2 separate regions of the Hordeum vulgare genome follow, and region 1 is linked to region 2. The links are chromatin contacts, called in public Hi-C maps. All regions are on one chromosome and are shown on one strand. The core of a region is the stretch at or near the end of the contact, and the rest is flanking DNA. Distances in the headings are between cores, read along the strand shown. Region 1 has its middle 100 kb from the start of LOC123408874. Region 2 has its middle 28 kb from the start of LOC123412363.

Region 1 (5,494 bases), core at 34-2,533, 300 kb after region 2:
CAAAGTACAATAATTATTCAAATCACCGTAGCATCAACATCTCGTTCCCGAGATGGCGATTTCGAGGAAAATGCAAAGTGGCCGACGTTCCATCCTCGCCGCCTCTTTCGGTTCTCTTCTTCGTGCTCCTTCACAGCAAGGGCCATCACCAAACTCTGCTGGCGAAATGTGAAAAGCACTGTCTCAACATTTGAGTCATCCGAATCGGATGAATCCTCGAGCAAAAACTTCTCGCATAGTCTCAACTCCATCTCCAACGGTAGCTCTCCGACCGCGGTGGATTGGCGGATCCGGGGGAGTCGGTGCAGTGGCTCGGCGGAAGACGGCAGGGGCGCCCTCGCGACGCAATTCAGTCCGCAGATTTGGCGGAATCGTCGGCGGCGGACGGGCGGAACCAATGGCAGGGCGGCGGCGAAGGGGGTGGGGAAAGGGCGCGAGCTGAAATGTCCCTCCCACCAAATGTTTTCCTGGGATAAAAGGCACCGTATAGGCGAGGCGGAAACATGTGTTTTCTCGGGGGTCTGGGAGGGGATTTTGCTGCGCCATCAAAAAAGTTTACGGGTCGGACGCTTTTGCGGGGTCTGATCGGACAACATTTTCGCGCAGACCCGTATTTTGACGGTTATTTTGCTGGTCGGAGTATTATACGAGGTCTGCTAGAGATGCTCTGATAGTATGAAAAATGCCGATACCCGAATACAAACAACTAGCAATGGAAACATTTGACCGAACGCCATAAACCGAATTAATAGAAATATATGTCAACTCGATTTAGCTTGGTTCTATGATTTTGGGTGTAAAACTTTTCACCTTGAATTATAAAAACCCCTCCAGTCCACGTTTGTTGTCTTTCATATGTATCTAAACATATTTGAAAGGTAGATACATTTGTTTGAATGATAATTAATATAAATTAGAGGTGGCACAACAAAGCGCGAATTGCACTTTAGTAGGGAGCTATAATTTCGGACAAGTGATAGAGATGTTTTAAAGTAGACATTTCGAACTTCCAATCCAAGCAAACGACGTAAGGATAAGCCCTAGTTGTTGTAGTACTTGTAGAAGAATATATTTTTTTGGAGGGTAGTAATAGTATGGAAGAATTGGTTTCATTATTTGTTAACTGGAGCCCTCAAATGTTTTTCTATTTATATTCGTGTTTTAATATTAAGCTGATTCATATAAATATTTGATATGTCAAAATCGTAGTTGTAATTAGAGTGGTTAAGAAGGTCTATCTGTCTACATCTTTTGTGTCTCGCCAACATTTCAAGGGTCACATGATTAACAACGCATGGATACAAAGATGCTAGCATTTTCTGTCGAAAAGCTTCCTGAAATGCGGGTCACTCTCACAAATCAGGTGGACCCAAATGGTGTGGCACAACTTTAAATGAAAGTGACATTGCTTTTTTGTGAAAGTGCCGACAAATGAAACATCTTGATTATTCAAGAACATCAACAAACCGAACGCCTTAAATCGGTCTCAAACGTGTGAACGGGTCGACAGACGGATCCCTCACCGCTCAAAAAAACCGACCCATCCGGGTATCTCAAACCGGCCTTAAAAAGCAGGGTGGATATGCGGCATGCCCGGGCTCGTCCCCCACGTTAGCAGGACCCACCTTCGACCTCACATTGTCCCCACGGAAACCCTTAATCCGAAAACCCTTGCTCACTTCACTCCGCTCTCGCTCTGTCTCTTCTTCTCCCCTCCTGTGATTTTTCCGATTTTGATCCAATCCGACGACTCTGACGAGCATGTTGAGCTCCAGCTACCGCTCCGACTCCGAGCTTGTTGTTGACGAGGAGTTGGCCCTCCGCATTGCACTAGAGCGGTCAAAGGTGGCCACAGGGAGCAATTCCGGATGTGCCTTATTGCCGCTCCCCGGCTTGTGCTTTGCGGACAACAGAGCTGGCCCCTTGCGGCCCGTGCGCAGATCCGTGTCGCCCCTCCGTCATCCACCTTCTCCGTCGGCCGTTGCTCCAAAGGGTAGCAATGGGTGTTAATGCATGCTTTGCGGGCCTAGCGAACAAGGGAGAGGGACGCGGATGGGTAATTCATTCGTCGCCAATGTGGGTTGCTCATAGTATCCGACGAGGAGGAGCGATTCCTCGCTTGGTTCTACCGTTGCTTTCTTACACGGCGAAGGCAAACGCTTACCGGCTCCAGAGGAAGAAGGGCAATGCGCTTTGGCTAGCCATAGTCGGAGCGTGAGGCGGCGAAGACAATGGTGGAGGCAGTGACAAAGGCGGCGAGGGTGGCCCAGCTCAAGCGGCAGCAGTACGGGCCATCCGACAGATAAGGGCCTCTTGGCATCTCTGATTCCTCCTCGGGCGACGACAACGATCACGGCTCCATGTCCGACGACTCCAATGGTCCGCCAGCTGCGACGGACGCCTACAGTTATGCTGACGACCGGAAGGGCAAAGGGCTGACAAGGAAGATGTTCCTCCTCCGTTTAATATTATCATTTTTTAGTAATTTTAGTTCAGAACTTGGCAGGTGATTAATTGTGGTGATCTTTGGATGCTGTAGAGTGCATTATGTGTATTTGTATTTCGTTGTTCGTGTTGCCGATTTCTATGCCCGCTGTTTGATTTGTGTAGACTACTTCACGTTGCATGAGTAGTATAAATATACGGTGTCGGACGTGACGTATGCGGTTGTGTGGTCGAGAATTTGAGATTTAACAGGTCACTATCCGTGAACGAGTAGTGAGCCAGATTTGATAACTGTGGTGGTAGATGTTTCAAGTGCTCACATAAATAAAATTAAGGTCCATTACCGCAAGTGGTACAATCTGCTTACGTGGTATGACAATCACTTGAACGGCCCATGGTGAATGCCACATAATGGTGGGCACTAACAGCTATAGCCAAGATCTGTTCTGATGCTTGGAATTTATGTAATTGGAATGGTAATTGGAATTTATGTGGTCTGCATGTGAGTTGGCTTTGATGTCGGTTTCAGAAAGATTTCGCTTAATTAAGATTGTTAAAGGTAGTTCCTATAAAGAATCAAATTAATGGCGTATACAATGTTTGACTTACTGATGTAGATCCTATACCGTGGGTTTTCATTCTTGAGAGACTACGAATGTAACAAGAGCATTGGTTGACAAAAAGATCACCCTAAGATAATCATCTCATAATTATTGGGAACGAATCAAATTAGATGGTTCTATGCCTCAACCTTTCTGACTTGCTTCTTCGGAACCAAGGTGGAAGGATTGAAAAACTCAGTCATTCACAACCACTCATGGACACATTGAAGCATCGGACTTTTCATGAAGATATGTATTTCCGTTAAAACATCAATTTTCTATGCAATGTTCAATGCAAACTCAATGAAGCATTCTCAAATTTTTAACCGAAGCCAATAGAGATCACGGTAACAAAACATGAAAAGTTTCAACTTATTAACTTCACTATTATATTTCCAAAATTTAAATTATTCAATGAAAAAAATGTATCATGGGCGTTTGGTGCATCACTTACACTGGGGATAGCTATTCTGATTATGGTCGGCGTTGGTCTTATTCCCAGGGCCGCTAATACTGGCCTATATTTCATCGGCGGACAACACTTTTGGGGAATTTTTTTCCCAAAGTTCTGAGCTGCCAACCCGACGATACACGCACCGTCACAGTTGGCTCCCTCCACGTCGAGGGTCGCTCATGCCCCTCCTCGACGGCGCGGGGAGGCCATGCCGCCCATCTTGCGTTGCTGGTGGTTCCGGCCCGATGTCGAGCACCACCAGACGTTGTCCCGGCGCCGAGCAAGATTCGGGCCTGACCAGACGCCCGAGCACCACAGGATCCGGATCTGACAAGATTGTTGGCGCTGCCCATGTACCCAGCATCCTCCCCAACCACCTGAGTGTCCTCCTCTGCCACGACATCCCCTAGTGATCTTCTCCCCCATGCTCAACCCCTCTATTAACTTTATATGTTTTTGGTGTGTGTTTGGTATATGAATTTTGGCAAGTAATAACATTTGCGTAGAACATATGCCATGCATTTGTGATGAAATTGAGAAGCCTTTTTCTTCTGTCCTTATATTTATGTTTGTAAGTTTTTATTCGTTTTACTTTGTGTACATAGTGGTGTGCACAATTTGTGAAGATTACTGTAAAAGCACCGATGCCACTACTTTGACATTTACCATCCAGCTAAATGGGAGACTTCATCACTGACATATAAAAGCACGCCAATTTTTATTTGTTTAATGTTTCTTTTCTTACTTTATTTAGCAACAATAACGTTTACATCTACAGAGTCTGCTATGCTACGTAACACAACCAATTTACTAATATCACTTCCCCAACATTATTTTCTGAAGGCAAACCAATCTTTGATTGGATGATTAAGAACACACTCGTATCTTCGATACATCAGGATTCAAGTTCTGGTGCTCGCATATATTCTAAATTTATTTCAGGATTTCCGACGATGCGTGTTCATTGAAAAGAGATGTTTTCGTTACGAGGCGCCAACGATAACTTCGTAAAATTTCAAGATGATGTGTTGCCTCAGTCTCTCGAAGGTCATCATAGGGATATCGTGTACGTGTGTGCGTGAGTGTATGTGCGTATGTATGAACGCTTATGTTTGTATTGTATTAAAAAAATACTTTCTGAAGCGAGAGGGTGTCCTAAGGATAATTTGGTCTGGTTAAGGTCTGTGGCAGACTTCAACTTGCAAGAGGATGACTTGGTCTCCTTCGATTTGACATATCACATTCTTAAGGTGAACTTTTGCAACTTGATCAGCGTAGACGATCATAATGAAAAACATTATGCCCCCCCCTATGATCCGATGTCAGAAAGAAGGGAAATGATGTAATGGAGCATGAAGTTCAGATCAAGCACGTCGTCAAGTACCACATGTGCGATGATGTTCAGACCAAGCTGGTTGACCATATCCTGCATAGGAGCCTACGAGTAGCACTACATGACATATATGTGATTGACTTTTCCTAGATTTAATTGACAATTAGCTACTCCCTCCATCTCAGTTTATAAGTCCGGCACGTGTATCTAGGTCGTCAATTTGATCAACTTAATGATAATCATATCACTAGTGGGGACGGGGCCTTTAGCCCCGGCCCATAAGGGGCTTTAGTCCCGGTTCACCAACCGGGACTAAAGGGGCGGGACTAAAGGCATAACCTTTCGTCCCGGCCCTCTTACAAGCCGGGACTAAAGGTGCTCCACGTGGGCGCCTCGTAGCGCCCCAGGGGCAGGCCCTTTAGTCCCGGTTCGTTACACGGACCGGGACTAAAGATTTTCAGATTTTGCTGGTTTTGGTTTTTTTTTGAATGGAATTATTTTTGGGTTTTTGGGTTTTAGGGTTTAGGTGTTCGGGAGATTAACGTGATGCCTCGTTTGGTGTTCGGGAATTAGTTTTCATATAATTTAAATAGAAATAATTATGCATATATATATATATATAAGATTAACTTATCTAACAAACGAGCATATATATACAAT
Region 2 (5,071 bases), core at 1,679-4,178:
TTCAGGCAGTTGAAAATAGCTGTTGTGCAAGATAAGTAGAATGTGTGCATCCTTCATGATAGGCATGCAGGTATACTCAGCGCGATCAAGACATTGTCAAACCCTGCTCCCGGTGAACAAACTCCTTGGCAGGACATTCAGAGTCGTTGGTGCATGCGCCATCTAGGGGCAAATTTCTTCTTGCAGTTTAGAAATAAGAACCTCATGAATCTATTTAAGAAACTCTGCAAGCAGAACCAACAATGGAAATATGAGGTGATACGTAACAGACTAAATGTTTGCACACAGAGACATGTTAGGGACAGGAGAGCTGCAAGAGATGCTGCTGTCAGGGCACATGTTGAAGCAGTAGCTGCACAATTAGCAACTGGATCTGCTACCGTGGAGGAAGATCCGGGTTAGGGAGTGAACCAGATGAGCCACCATCGCAGCAAAACATGTGGTTGGACATGTTTTCGACTCCTCCACCGTGGCCCACACAGGATACACAGTATGACCAGGGTGGATCCGAGATTCCTCCTCGTAACATTAAGGCCCCCCACAGGTGGGGATGGAGTACACCCCCACACCCCAAAGCGCCAACCGAGACGTCGTGAGTGAAGCAAACTCTTTGCCCTTCAATGTATCACTTCAGACTTATGTGTATTTTATGTAAGAAACTTATGTGTATTTTATGTATGAGACTTATGTGTATTTTATCTATGAGACTTATGTGTATTTTATCTATGAGACATATTTCTATCTATTTCTATGCTCAGTTGGTTCATCGTGGATAACACATATACTACCAATAACTTGAGATTACAAACAAAGTAAGATTCTGGAGATACATAAAATAAGATACATGAATTAAGATACATAAAATAAGATACATTAAGATGCAGAGTTCATACAAAAACTACATAAAGTCGTCGTCATCCTTCGATGATGCAGAGCTCTAGCCCTTCGACGAAGCGGTACTCTTGGCACTCGTTGATGCCGCCCTCTTGTCCTTGCTACTCGGCATGAAGATATCGTCTTCGTCCTCGCTATCGTCAATCCATAAAAGGGATGTTTTACTCCACCTCCACCGCGTATGTGCTGGCCTTTCTTCTTTCATCTTTCATTCAACCGCAGAAGTTCCTTCCGAATCTCCTCATATGTCCTTGCAGGCACCCCTTCCTAGCTAATGCACGAGCAACCTCATTCAGTAGCGTGTCACTACTGATGAGTTCGTCCCATCAAACTATTCTATTGTCTATCTTGAAATTGCTAGGCAAGCGTAGAAGACACTCGGACATACCACTGTGAAAACTACGATCGAAAGGATAATGAGACATTTTGTGCACACTCCTTACCAACCTTGCTGTGGAGAGGGTTTTATAGGTGCCGAAGAGCGAGACAAAAACCTAATGGCGGGAAAGCAAGGCAGGAAATAAATGGCGGGAAAGCAAGGCGGGAACAAAATGGCGGGAAAGCAAGGCGGGAACAAAATATGCTCAGTTGGTTCTTCGTGGATAACACATATACTACCAATAACTTGAGATTACAGACAAACTAAGATACACCTTGCCGGAATTAAAATACAACTTGCTGAAATTAAGATACAACTTGCTGAAATTAAAATAAATCTACTGAGTACAGCGTGGATATTTTCCTTTTCCATCACCGGCTTCTTCTGCTGCTTTGGCCGCATGAGCCCTTTCTCTCTTTCTCTCCCTCTCAGTTTCACGGGCTTGTTCCCGCTGTCTGTAAACCTCCTCCAACCAAAGTTTCTCTTCTTGGTTCTTCCTTTTCATCTCATCAATAAAAGCCCTCTGCTCCACACAGTAATCTTCCCACTCTTTCTTCTGCTCTGCTTTCTCCTCTGCTTCAGCCTTCTCGCGGCGCTCTTCCAAGTCCAAGCTAGCCCATGCACGGCGACCTCTTTCACGAATCTCGGTCACCGCCCAGTCCGGCATTTCCGTGTCAATCCAACGATAGTACATGCAGAGAGGAGGAGGAGACTACAAAAAATATATATAAATATCAAGTAAACAATAATATCAACAACATATTTACTCTAGATAACTTGAGCATACCGGAGGCCTGAGGTACGCAGAAATAGATTCGGGCGGATCAGATTCATAATTGGCGCACATGAAAATTTTCATGCCCAACCAATCTGAAAAATCCGTCACCTCCTTCACCTTGCAGAGATCACCGCACCAACATCGAACTGCTTCCACACCCCGAGGCAAACTCGCACTCTGCATTTTCTTAGGCCTGATGCTCTGATCCGAGCAAGGCAAACTCATATTGAATGGATGATGGAGGAAGGCAGTGCTAGTGTTCTCAAGTGAGGCTGGATGATGGAGGAAGGCAATCCAATGCCTCCTTTTATAGACTTAGATGACCAGGAAGATGGCGGGAAAACGAGGAGGGAAATGAGGTGGGAAAGATTTGGCGGGAAATAAGAGGGTAAAAAGTTGGCGGGAAAAGAAACGGGCAAAATTTGGCGGGAAAGGTGGTGCGAAAAATTTGGCGGGAATGGAGATGTGGAAATATTGGCGGCAATGGAGGAGGGAACGAAATGGCTTGGCCGATTGGGGGAATATGGGCGGGAAATGGAGTCGGGAAAATAGCTAACGTTCAAAATAAAAGTACTCAATACATAGAATACACATAAGTTTTCTTACATAAAATATCATCGTGAGTGAGACGGATAGTTTGGATGCCCTCCTCCTTACACAATAAAAGTACGGCTCAAAACGTGGAAATGGAAGATTTTTTGTGTGGAGGGAGAAGGAAGGAGAAGAAAGAGAGAAAGGACATAAGATAGAATGGGAGAAGGGAGAAGGAAGAAAGAGGAAGGAGGAACAAGGAGAGGGGGAAAGGGGCGGGCTGGGCTGGCTCGTGGCCACTAGTCGGCCACGCCTAGGCCGACAGGCAGTGGCCTGGCCACTACTCGGCTACCACGTGGCCGAGAGCCACTAATCGTCCTAGGCCCGGCCGACTGCCTCCTGTCGGCCCCACCAAAGCCGACAGCCTCCAATCGGCTAGAGGGTGGCCGAGGCAGGCTTATTTTTTTAAAAAATCGATTCGATGCATTATTTTTCAAAAAGAATAAAAAATGCAATATTAAAAAAAATTAGCCAGCATTCGGATACATAAAACGGCCTCGGTCCCCACGCATGCTCATCTCAAGTTGATCAATCAATGAATAGCACAATTTTGTATTCTTGGACGGCATATGTATTTGGCCGGAATATTCTATGTCAAATCTTGTTATATTATAACACGGAGCAACTACTTAATCCATTAACTAGTTAAAAACTAATTAGCTGAAGCCTGAATGCAATGATCAGATGTACATGATGGAGCTGCCATGAAGCATGATGCCATGTGGATCAGGGCTCAAACTACTCAAGACCTATATCATGTGAATCGTCCAAAAACACAGGATCTTGCAATCAGAGCTGTCGTGGAAAAGCAAGTCACCTATCATGGTGATGGTAAAATAAACAATTGGGAGGATAATGCAAGGGCTGGACTTTTGATCAGTCCAAGGAGCCAGCAGCCTTTGGAGGCCGGGAGAGGTTTTGGACAGAGCATCCACCCTGGGCCCCTCCGTGGCCGTTTGTTTCCGTCCAACCACCATGTGATGATACGAACTCTCATCTCTCCTGCATATTGGGAGCAATGCAATAACTATCTCAACTTTATATTAGTTATATTATAAAATTATACAAAATTTAAAACATTTATTTTGAGATAAAGGGAGTACTATATTATACTTATTGCCGTATCTGTTCCGTCTTCATAGAACGAGAATTCGCTCGAATGTTACTCCATGTCGAAGGAAGACGAATGATGTGTGTCACGTTTCAGAAGACATGAAAGGCCAACTCTCCTCGTGGGCCTTAGACTATTCATAATGAGAAATAACATATAAAATAGTAAAATGCATATGTTACTAGTCTAAGTGATTATTTTCACGATGAGTAACACATGGATAGTAACATTGAGCTTTTCATTTATTAACTTATAGACTCATCTTGCATTGATATTTGACATGTTACTTATAGGGGTAGTAACATGTTAAGTTATTCAATTTTTCTATCTTTTCATTAATTAGTTGTCACATCATATTTTTTACTTAGGTGGCATCTATGATACTACTTATATTACTTCTATTATGAATAGTTTTAAACGCTCCTTGCACACATCTTGGCATGTAGCGCACACCCCAAATCAAACGCTAGAAGAAACTTGGCCGAAACTTGGCCGGCTGATAACGCAGAACCGTCCTAGTTTTTGTGTAGCTTCTGGCCGGTTCTGGGAAGCATAAGCTTCCATCTAGAGATTCCAACTGATCTTGGGAAGCTTCTAATTCAAAAACTTCAGAAACTTCTTACTCTCTCCGATCCATATGAATTGACGCTAGTTTAGTACAGAGTTGTATGGATCGGAGGGAGTACTAGTTTTTTTATTTAAAATTTTAAACTTTTTCAAACTTATGAACTTTCTTTAACCTTGAGCTTTTAAATTTTTGTCTACTTTTTCCAAATTTACAAAGTTGTTTTCAAATTCGTGAACCATTTTCAAATTTTATGACCTTTTTAAAAATTCATGATTTACTTTTCAATTTTGTAGATCTTTTTTCAAACTTATGAACCTTTCCTAAGTTCATGAATTGTTTTCAAATTTATGAACCTTTCTTAAATTCATGATTTTTTTTCCAAATTCATCATTTTATAGAATTATGAACCTTTTCCAACTCCACTCTTTTAAAAAAAAGTGGATTCTTGTTTTTTCAATAGTCAATGGCAACCGAATGAAAAGCGAGAGAGAGCGAGTGCTTGCGTAGTAGGGCCGACCCACATGGGAGGCACGCATGAGGGCTAGTTTGGTTGCCTAATGCTTGAACGCTGACTAGGAGGTCTACATGGGAATTTCCTATACGTCAGTTTATTGCGGCAAGTAGTCGAACCTTCGCGCAGGAGATGCAAGTGAGCGACGAGGTTTCAGCCGGTATTTTTCGGTTTTGAGAACTTTCTACAAGATTCACTTAACCGGTTTTTTTTTTTTTCTTTATTCTTTTTTTCTGTTT

Evidence for each region. Hi-C and Micro-C count contacts between places; a contact is called where the count stands out from the background.
Region 1: a contact with region 2 is called in a Hi-C map of leaf, with 3 times the contacts expected there. The contact joins two enhancer-like sites. A contact is called at or near these places in 3 of 6 Hi-C or Micro-C datasets (leaf and seedling).

Annotation. Positions count from the first base shown.
Region 1 is chr7H:526,637,983-526,643,476 of MorexV3_pseudomolecules_assembly, forward strand. No RefSeq gene overlaps it. Among protein-coding and RNA genes, the nearest start is that of LOC123408874, 100 kb to the right of the region's middle. Within about 2 kb of position 1,284, at least 1 of the 3 cell types and tissues checked has open chromatin away from gene starts, as enhancers often do. A contact at or near this core is called in leaf, where this site is marked.
Region 2 is chr7H:526,339,378-526,344,448 of MorexV3_pseudomolecules_assembly, forward strand. No RefSeq gene overlaps it. Among protein-coding and RNA genes, the nearest start is that of LOC123412363, 28 kb to the left of the region's middle. Within about 2 kb of position 2,929, at least 3 of the 3 cell types and tissues checked have open chromatin away from gene starts, as enhancers often do. A contact at or near this core is called in leaf, where this site is marked.